Regions from separate parts of the Mus musculus genome. Here region 2 is linked to region 1. Evidence: chromatin contacts called from public Hi-C data. All regions are on one chromosome and are shown on one strand. Each heading gives the region's core, a stretch centred on a gene start, on an enhancer-like site or on the middle of the called end of the contact. The rest is flanking DNA. Distances are from core to core; before and after follow the strand shown. Region 1 overlaps Wwp1 (WW domain containing E3 ubiquitin protein ligase 1). Region 2 has its middle 51 kb from the start of Slc7a13.

The links. A called contact is a pair of places that touch in the nucleus more often than the background predicts.
Region 2: a contact with region 1 is called in a Hi-C map of bone marrow-derived macrophages, with 31 read pairs. The contact joins two enhancer-like sites. A contact is called at or near these places in 1 of 484 Hi-C or Micro-C datasets (bone marrow-derived macrophages) and 2 of 9 other capture datasets (adipose tissue and liver).

The regions. Positions count from the first base shown.
Region 1 is chr4:19,671,139-19,676,631 of GRCm38.p6, forward strand. It overlaps Wwp1 (WW domain containing E3 ubiquitin protein ligase 1), which reads right to left. Exons shown (of 25, transcript NM_177327.5): 4 at 2,018-2,156; 5 at 1,281-1,405. Among named protein-coding and RNA genes, the nearest start is that of Wwp1, 35 kb to the right of the region's middle. Within about 2 kb of position 2,298, at least 7 of the 459 cell types and tissues checked have an H3K27ac peak or open chromatin away from gene starts, as enhancers often do. A contact at or near this core is called in bone marrow-derived macrophages, where this site is marked.
Region 2 is chr4:19,867,712-19,872,713 of GRCm38.p6, forward strand. No RefSeq gene overlaps it. Among named protein-coding and RNA genes, the nearest start is that of Slc7a13, 51 kb to the left of the region's middle. Within about 2 kb of position 1,965, at least 14 of the 459 cell types and tissues checked have an H3K27ac peak or open chromatin away from gene starts, as enhancers often do. A contact at or near this core is called in bone marrow-derived macrophages, where this site is marked.

The sequences.
Region 1 (5,493 bases), core at 1,048-3,547:
AAAGGAGAGCAGACTTAACAAACCTCATGGAAATTGAATATTAGCTTGGAAGAGCTGTGTGGGAGCAGGAATTCTGGGAGGGAAAAGTACTGTATCCTATTAAAGGAGTTCAGTAAGGCAAGCCCATCCTCCTAGAGGTGAGCCCCTTCTTCCTGGGGGGTGGTGCCTTGGCAAGGCGATTGGCAGATCCAACTGATACACCCAGGTCAGAGGTTCTATTAACCAGAAAATGTCTTCAATTATTCCTACTGTAACATTTCCACCTCTGAAGAGAGAACCCCGCTATCACCTGGGGACCAGATCAAGGATCAGTTCCCTCAAGCTTATGAAGTATTCCCTTGAAAAATAACCACCAACTACAATTCTGGATTTTGTATCTTCAGTGAATCACATAATTTGAGATTTGATAAAATTCACAAAGCCTTCCTAAAGTAATTATAAATCCATGCATATACACGGAAAGGTTTGTATATACTGACAAGAGGCTTAACGTCACTATAGTCTGAGCTACTTTAGAAACCACAATGCTAGAACATTTTCAATCATGGAGACCTGGCACTCATAGTATTCTGTTGATTTTTTTTTTTAAGAGCAGTAGATGATAAGCTCAGGGGAAAAGTATGCTTAAGAACAAGAAAGGAGAACAAATTGCTGAGTGGTTATCTTTGGATAGAATTATCATTTCTATAGTCTTCTGTGATTTCTCATTTCTCCATACTTTTAACAATGAACTGATTATCACTGAAAATTTTAACACTAGAATATTTAATCCAAAAAAGATATCACTGTTAAGGAAAATAAGAATATGCTCAAGGGCCAGAGAAACAGTGAAGGGGAAAGTCCCAGCCTGGCTTGCACAAGGACCTGGGTCTGGGCCCCAGCACTCACAGGGGAGGGGTTCTCCTGTTGGAGGCGGGAGGAGAGCGGGATGCTATTTATTCATTCACCCTAGGCCAGCCTGGACATCACAATTCCTCTGCCTCAGCCTGCTGACTCCTGGAAGTCGAGGCATATACCACCATACTTGAATCAGGTCTAAGTAAACAAGTAATAATAAATGACTGATGACAACTGGTATCGAAGTACTCTAGATGATCTACAGCATAAACAAAGGGTAGGAAAATATTTCCTACAACACAGTTCTAAAAGCAACCACTGGCAATTATAAGTGCTTTATAAGCACAATACTACAAAGTGTACTTCACTTCTGGACTTTAGAAAGAGGTGTTTAAAGTCTCTTAAATGATGTATGAAGAGTCAGAGATTCGAAAGCCACTTACATTTTCTGTTGTGTGTTAACAGCACTTGTTTCAAGTCCACTGTTGCTTTTCCTAATAGAGCATCTGCCTTTAAAGTGTGGTGACTCCAAACTCGGAACTCCAAGGTGGTCTGTGGGGTCACATTTCTGCATGAATAACATTGTAACAAAAATAAACATGTCATCGCTGTGTGTGCTAACTCTTCTAAGTTATTTATATTAATTATTATTTTTCTAAAACCATGAATTGAATTCAATACTGTATAAAACAGTAACCTGGATCAGAAATGAAAATAACAAATATTTTCAAATACATTGTGGCCTTGATAACTACTTTAGGATTATTGTAGTTAGCAACCACTGAGCTATGCATCACTCAGAACCTTACTGAGACCTCAGAAAATCCTCTCCCCTGGGAACACATTTCTAAACCTTTTCAGAATGGCTGACACTAGTTATAATGTTTCTACTACATTCAAATTTATACTTCATGTGCCAAATTTATACTTCAAAATGCCAAATTTAAGAATGGCTGACTTTATTTCTATTCAAAGCAATCAGAAAAAAGGCTAAGTAAACATAATTGTCTATAAAATAAAAACACAAATTACTATCCATCCTCTATGAGAAAAATGATAAAAAAAATTCTTCAGATGCAAAATTCTTTCTTAGATAAAGAAAAAAGCTTCACTACGTGAAATCTACAAAATACAAAACATAGAACATGTGATTTTTCTATTCTTACGACATGATACTCACACAATCAGCTGCTCGTCCCATTTTGGATTAGAGGAACTACTGGATTTTGCTGTTTTCTTAACTTCTCCATCTACAATGACTTCAGTATATATTGCTGTTCCAAACCAGTTCTTTTTTCTTTTTAGTTTGGCACTAGAAACTAATAGAAAATGATAATTACTGGTGAGTATATGTAAACACATAGACACACAGACACACAAACACAAACAGACACACACGAGAAACCAAAAAGACAAAAAAGAGCAATACCTACTAGAAAACCAATAAAAACAGAAGTGTCCTTCCACCTCTAGCATATATCTTAATGGCAAAAGGAGAAGATACTAATCTCTAAAACCATCTAATTTCTCAGTAGCCGACTTACTGATAAATACATCTATTAGAATAGGATGCTTCATTTTAATAGATCCAGACATGTACAAACATATCCAAATTGACTGTAAGATATTTTGTTACTTTACCATTAAGTAGTATTTTCCATTTTCCTCCATGTCCCTATTCTGTCTCTATAGATTGCCTGTTCTGAAATGTCTGTGTTGTGGGCTCTTTCACCTAACAGGTTTTCAGGTCTCATCAGTATTGTACCACGCCTCAATACTTCACTCCTTTTTCTTCTAAATACTAGTCCATTATTGATATACCACATTTTATTTATCTGTCAGTTGACAGACATTTAAATTACTTTGTAGCTGTTGTGTCTAGGACTTCCATAAACACTTATGAGCAAGTTTTGCTGTGAACATGTTTTAATTTGTCTTGGATATAATATTTCTATTATTTTATACTCCTATCAGACACAGCAGATCTGATATTTGCATATCTAGTAACATATATTGATGTATATTTTAGATAAAGTTCTCCCTATATAACCCATGCTAAACTTAAATTCACTAGCCTCCCTTGTCTTGCACGTGCAGGGGTCATTGGCATGCACTACCATACTTGGATAGTTTCTACTTTTACCTACTATTTAAATATAATTTCAAACTGTACCAAGGATTGAGAGAAAAATAAATGTCTGCATCTAGATAGTGCTCATTATATATCTGTGGTTCATTTATTAGAAATTATTTAATGTTTTACACACAAAAAAATGTTTACACAAAAAAGTAGTTTCACACAAAAAAAATGTATCTGATTACGAAAGAATTCATTAATTAAACATGTGCCATTAATGATTGCAACTGGTATAACAAACACAGAACTGTACATTTTCAGGGTAAATTACTGAGTACCAAGCAGCAAAACATGTCACAGTCCCTTCTATAACCAAGTCACTGTAACCATTCTGGATCTGAGGTGACAAAGGAAAAGACCCTGTGTCATACACATGAATCATTAAGATGAGAAAGAATACAACATAAGCTTCTATTCTACTGAGAGCGATTAGACAAACAAACCAATGACATACAAAGTGAAAGTGACTTGTCAGAGGTGAAGACTCAGAAATAATTACCCCTATTAATATGTAAAGAATAACAAAAAAGATTATAAGCTAACATTTGTTAAAAAGATAACAGAGTGCAACAATGTTCGGCATTATGTCTCAAGTGCTTCTATGAGGGTCTCCATGAAGCTCATTCCCATCCAAGACGTTCCAATTGCTCTAAGTTCACCACCAAGGGAAACTCCCCACTCAGAAGCTTTCACTCCAAATAAAAGTTATCCTTTGGATCCATACACATCCTATCTATCCACACATTGTACGTAAAGAGAAGGAAGAGAAGGCAGCACAGGATCATAATAAAAGCATACAAGTGTAATATGTCTGGGTTCATGTTTTAACTTTGCATCACTAGAATCCTGACCTGAAGGAGGTCAATTAACGGCTCTGCCCCTCCATTTTCTCACCTGAAAAACAGGGGGACAATAATACCCGGTTCTTAGGATTGGTGAGTGAAGGCATGCAAAGCACTATCAGCAGCAGCAAATCCCCGGGGTCCAACACGGTTACTGAGCCTATGCCATTAATAATGAGTTAACTGCAGACCCACTCAAAACATGCCCACAGTGTACCGGGGCAAAGTGCTTGGTAACACTAAAGCTGATACAGTAACAGACTCCTCCCGCCAATTGGTTTTTAAATATATTCTTTACTCTCATAAAAATTTGTAACACAGCTCAATAGTACATATAAAATCAGTGATTAGGTTTTTAAATCAACTGAATGCTCCTATTTCAAACAGGAGTTCTAATTGATGAAAACATAGGATAAATCCCATTTACTGATTTACATTTGTTGTTATATTCAAAATAGCCTTCACAGTAACACTATGTAAATATTGACAATTTGCAGGCATGGGATGGGGGAGTCCTTAATCAACAGTAAAGTCCCTAGAAACATTTAATAGCAAATGTTATGTGATCCACAGGAAAATTAAAATTAAAAGTTGAATGAGGAAGAAATGGCTTGATATATTCTTCAATTTGGGAATTTTAAAATAAAAGCTTTAAAATCATCTTCAATTAATATATAATTTTTCAACAAAAACACTCAAAGTTTGAGTGTTTAGGGTGGGCACAGAGAAAAATGGTGGGCTCAAATTCAAATAAAGAGTGAAAGAAAATAGACAACAACAGAAACGTCAACATAAAATATGACCTACGGTTTCTTCAAATTTTTGTACTATAAAGAGAAAAATACCTAGACAGTGAGAGTGATGTAAGAAATATGAATAGAACAAGTAAGGTGATAACACTTGAAATAAACAAGAAAAACCTGTTTAGGCCATATACAATTAAATACTTGAGACGATCACCCATAGTGTACATCACAAATGCTAAACACATTCATAACTTAAATGACATGAAGGGCCACTGAGGAAGCTCTGTGGGTAAAGGCACTTGCAACCAAGTGCAATGATGAGTTCAATCCCTTGAACCCAAATAATAGAGAGTGACACCCACAGGCCATTTTATGACCTGTACATGTATCATGGTGCATATATGTGCATGAACATAAATAAATATAAAAATCAGTATATTTTAAAATATAATGAAGATACTATAAAACACAATAGCTTCAAAAATGATAAATTATATATATACAATTACACATACATACATATATAATTACCTATTCTTTTAGCCACATACTCTTTATATGCCTTGCAAACTTTGCTTCTGATCCTTTCACATTAGAAATCTTAAAATCTACAAAACTGAAAATTATTATCTCTGAATGCTATCATACTTGCTGTTTGTGATATGGTAAGTTACCACATCAGAGTGGGCTACCTTCTGTTTAACTTTTAGATGACTATTTTCTGTTTCCAGGATATATATTGGTTGGTGTCTGGTTGCTTTTTTCAGGCCCTGAGATGAAAACCAATACCTCAGATATACCAGTAAAGCACCATATCACAGGGCTATGCCCACCACACACTGTTCTTGTATATCTGTCCCCTCAATCAACTACAGATCAGAAACAAATAGAGAAGATACATGGGCACAGGGGCACACACATGTAATTCCAA
Region 2 (5,002 bases), core at 715-3,214, 200 kb after region 1:
TACAGAACCCGCTTTGCTGGTTGAACTTTAATAGAGGGGAGCTTTATTCAGGTTAGTGAACTTTACTTACAATGTAAAAGAAGGAAAGGGAAAGGGGAAGCTGACTTTCCACATCCCACACTCTGCTCCACCGTGAATAGAGATTCCTGAACGGGAAGAGCTGAGTCAGACCAATAAGCCAGTTCTGTTTCTTGAATATGTTCCCAGGTAGGAGGTAAAGTCAATTGTGAAAATATCTATAGGTTTCTATAAATAACCTAAGTTTAGCATAACAATGGCCTTGGATTGTCTGACTTCAGTATGTATTCGATAACAATTAAGCTCTGGCCTAGATCTTTAAAGACAATTCAGCTGAGTGGTAGCAAACGAATCAGAAAGGCAAACATTCAAGAAAAAGGCTGAGAGGACCCATGATCCTTGCAGCCTTGATGGGAGACACACAAATGATGGCAAAGGTCTAGCACATGCTGTTTCCAAAGACTGAGTTTAAACCCCAGAGTAAACTCTGATGCATAAAGGAGCGTAATTTGTAGCTACTCAGGAATTGCAGAGAAATGAATTTTCTCAGAAATCAAGATGTTATTTTTGTATACTATATTACTTAGATAACTCTATGTCATTTGCTGTAATCAATTTCTAAAAATCAGATGGAATAAGCAACTGATGTTCTTGGGAAAAAAAGGAAAATGCATTCTTAAACTATTCCAATAACACTTAAGTAGAGTAAAGGTGAAAATTCTAAATTGAACATTGTTAAGTGATTAAGCATTCTTTACATTTCAAAACATGCATTTTTGCCTATGTTGCATCATCCTAATTCAATTATACAACTTATTTCTTTTGTTATGGAAGATACCAATGAGGAAGTAAAGGTGTTTTAGCAAGCTGTATTGAATAAAAAAGAAAAAAGATACTTGGAGTAATATATTAAGGTTGTTAGTTCAAGATATGATCATGGAAATAGACTGTTGGATAATAGAAACTTTGACATGTCATGTATATTGGGCATGGAGAGATGGCTCAGTATTAAGAGCACTTGTTTTTCTTGCAGAGGGCCTGGGTTCATTTCTAAGAGGTCACATGGGAGCTCACAACTATGTGGAACTTCAGTTCAGAGAGACCTAATGACCTCTTCGGTCTTCTAGAGACACCGTATACATATGGTGTACAAGTATATATGTTGGTAAAACACACATATTCATAAAATAAAAATAAATAAATCACCTCTTGCCTGGAACCACTCAGAAGACACATAGAAGACCTGAGTGCCACTAAGATGAGCAAGTAACTGGTGGAGAGATCGAAGAGAAAGAGAAGGTGTGTGCACAATGAAGAGATGTAGAACTCAAGACTTGGGGATAGTGAGGAACGTCCGGATGTGAGAAGCCAGTGATGCCACCTGAGGCCATAGTAAGGTCCCAGCCTATGCTGTCACTGAGGGTCATGTCTGTGTCTATGAACCTATGGCATCAGGGTGTGGGTGTCTGTGTTGATGTCTATGGACCATGTTGCCACAAAGGCCAAGCATGCACATCCCTGGTTTGTGGAGAGTTGGCCCCACCCCTCACTGGCTGCCACATTTGGGAGAGCTGGTCCCATCTGTCACCAGGATAGCATGTCAGAGCTGGTCCCACCCCTCATCAGAACAGCATGACAAAGCTGGCCCTGAGGGCCTGAGAGCAGGTGAGCAGGCCCTGATCCACACTGGCTTGTGCTGAAGAACTGGCTCTGACTGCATGAGCATGGGAGAGCTGTCCGGCTGAGCAGCTCAGCTACCACCCAGACCCAGATCCACCTAAACATCTACCCGACTGATGAACTGCTGGAGCATGGGAAGGGGCTGGTCCTGCAGAACCAAAACCACCGCAAGATCTTCATTGCACAGGGCAACAACAGGATATCCAAGAGGAGTCCCGGTGAGGATCTAGTACTGATAGTGTAGCAGAATCTAGACCAATGACTCATTCCAGTGAACATCTGGAAGTAAAGCTGTTTGGGCAAAAGGGCATATTGCATGACACACTGTGCCACAGCTCAGCTTCCGCAGCAAAATTTTTTGCTTGTATGTTTTCTTTTGGGGGGAAGTTGCAATGGTGAAGTGTGGAGAAGGAGAGATGGGGACATGAGTGGCATTTAGGTGCAGGATGTAAAATTCACAAAAAAATCAATTAAAAAAAATGGACCAGGGTAAGGCATAGACAAGATCACCACAACCATGAGCAGCCCTTCATGGATGCAGGGTGGCTGCCTGGGTCTGTGTACCAGAGCACAGAATAGATTATTCATGCAACTCTCTAATTAAATGATTCCCTAGACAGAGGGCAGGTGATGACCAGTGTGTGAAGAACTTGCCGTTCAAGCACAAACACCTGAGTTTGGATTCATAGCACTCACATTAGTGTTGTGCACAGAGGGGTGCCTCTGGGGAAGGGGGGACATAGGTTAACCCTGAGACCTCATTAGCTAGCCAGTCTAGCCATAGAGCAAACCCCAGGTTCAGGGGGAGACCTTGTCTCAAGAAACTAGGGAGAGTAATAGAAGAATTGATTTTGACCTAGGGCCTCTCTGCGTGCACACACACACACACACACACACACACACACACACACACATACAGAATTGACATTGACCTGGGGCCTCTATGCACACACACATACACACGCAGAATTGACATTGATCTAGGGCCTCTATGCACACACACGCACACACACAGACACACAGACACACAGACACAGACACACACACACACACACACACACACACACACACAGACACACACACACACACTCCTTACCATGAAAACTGCTAACCTGCAACACTTGGCAGAGGGAAAAAAGTCCCAGACTCAGTGTAACAGGATGATACAGGCCATTTGCTCTGAGGATCTTGGTGGGAAACCCCAGTCTCCAGTTAAGCTGAAAACTTTCCCTTAGTAGCCTCAGGAAACAGATAAAAGTGAGAAGAAGCTGTATTCTGGGGAAAAAGGCAGCGCTCATGGGATATTTGCCAAACAAAACCTCACAAGTGCCCTGTGTGACTTAACACCACTGAATTAATAAGTTCTGAAACTTAATAAATCTCTTCTTTGCTGGAAGGACTCATAAACATGTTTCCTATAGCTATTAGCTACTTACTAGCTACTAAAGTTATTAAAATTACTATTTTGAAAATAAATAAATCACTCACTTTCTAAGAAGAAATCATGTATGTCAGTTTACTCACAGAGATATTTTGCTGGTTTTTAGTTTGGATTTTGCTCTAAGACAAAGAATGCCTCACCTTGATACAGATAATGTGATGGATGCTAATCTCTGAAGAACACACTAATTGTGAAGGATGTGTGTTTTGATGTCCAAAAAGGGTAGCATTGAAACATAAACATGGCCTCTGCTGGCCCTGGCATCAAGCTCTTGGTGGAAAGCCTTGTTACTCATTTTCTGTTTTGCTTGGTTAAAACGGCTTAGTTGTTTCCCACATCACTGCACATGAATAAAATAACATTGGCACAGCACGGGGGGGGGGGGTTGGCAGAAACAGTAATTCAGGTTAGAGGATAGGAGGGGGGGGCATCCTGAGGGCTGTGAGGTGAGCATCTCTTCACTCTGCAACCCACAGGAAAACTGTGCTTTGACACCGTAGCTGAGAGACTCTGGATTTAAAAATAAATGTGTCATGTATTTTCCCATTCGTGGGCTTTTTTTATAAAATGAATATTTTAAAAGTCTTTTTCTTAAATTCTGACTTTGGGCTTACAGCTGACAATATTACTTGATTCTTAAAAGTTAATGGGGCTATTTTCACTCTTTGCGGCGCAGGGGGTGGGGGTGGGGTAGGTGTCTAGAAAGAAAAGTCTCAATTTATATTAGTTTATAAAATAGGTAGACGCTTTCTATTTAAATAGAGTGCTGTTCTGTTGTGCCTGCCACCACATCCACAGTGGTGGGAATCACTTCGGTTAACCCCTGAATCTGAGGTCTCCTTTCTAAGCTCAGGCAGGACGTCCTTGCTGCAGAGCCACATAGCCTTGGCACCAGCCTTTTTGGCTCCTCAGAGCCTGAGGCAGTCGCTCTCATAGTGGCTGCGAGGTACATTTAAAAGTACCACTTATTTTCTCATCCTGAGTCTACTCTCTCCTAATTACATTAAGTGCTTACAGTGTAGCAATTACATCCCAGTGGAGAAATATGTAGGAAAAGCCCAGAAACTAAGAAAAGTAGGGGGAAGAGGAAAATTGTTACTATGTAAAATTGACTTAAAGGAGACTAAAGAGGGTGTGGTTTTCATTTGACATCAATGAGACTGAGATTTCTTCTGAAGTGAGCTCTCCTCTGTTTTGATTTTACAGAGCCTTCCCCTTTTCCTTCCTGCTGCTTTCCCACATTTTCAAATCGCTCCTGTGTTTAGCGCAGCCTCTGTGGGGCTCCGGCAAGGTCAGCAGTGTCCAGCTGCTACCGATTTGAGCCAATTACTCTCTCCACAGTCCTTCCTGAAAACGGCCTCACCCAGACCAGCACCGGCCACTTCTGCAGCCCTCTTGGACCGGACAGACTGATCTTTCTGCCTGTCTTACCAGATTTTCAGTGTTTACTAAGGAGGTCCCGTGTGTTTCAACTACTCTTATTTCTTCCACTTGAGTTATTTTACTCAATTTTAAGCAAATCGATGACTATAAAATAGAACTGGTTCGTCTCTAGCTTAAATCAAGGGACTACAGGAAAGCAACTTTTTTTTTCCTGACGATAAAGCCTCAAAAGTAATTTTTCCTGCTTGATTATTCATTTCTAGAGTTAGGCTTCAGCACTTATCTTAACCATTTCACAAAAAATATTATCTATTGTTCTTGCAAAAACCAGGGCCAGACCGCTGCGTATATCAATTTTAAGAAGCACTTTGTAGGCACTTTGGATTATAATCTCAATTGAGTTGGAGCTCAGAATGGTTGTGACCTCAGTCCCTCTGCCCTCCTGAAGACTGGCCAGGTGTGGACTTCTCCTCCTTGAAG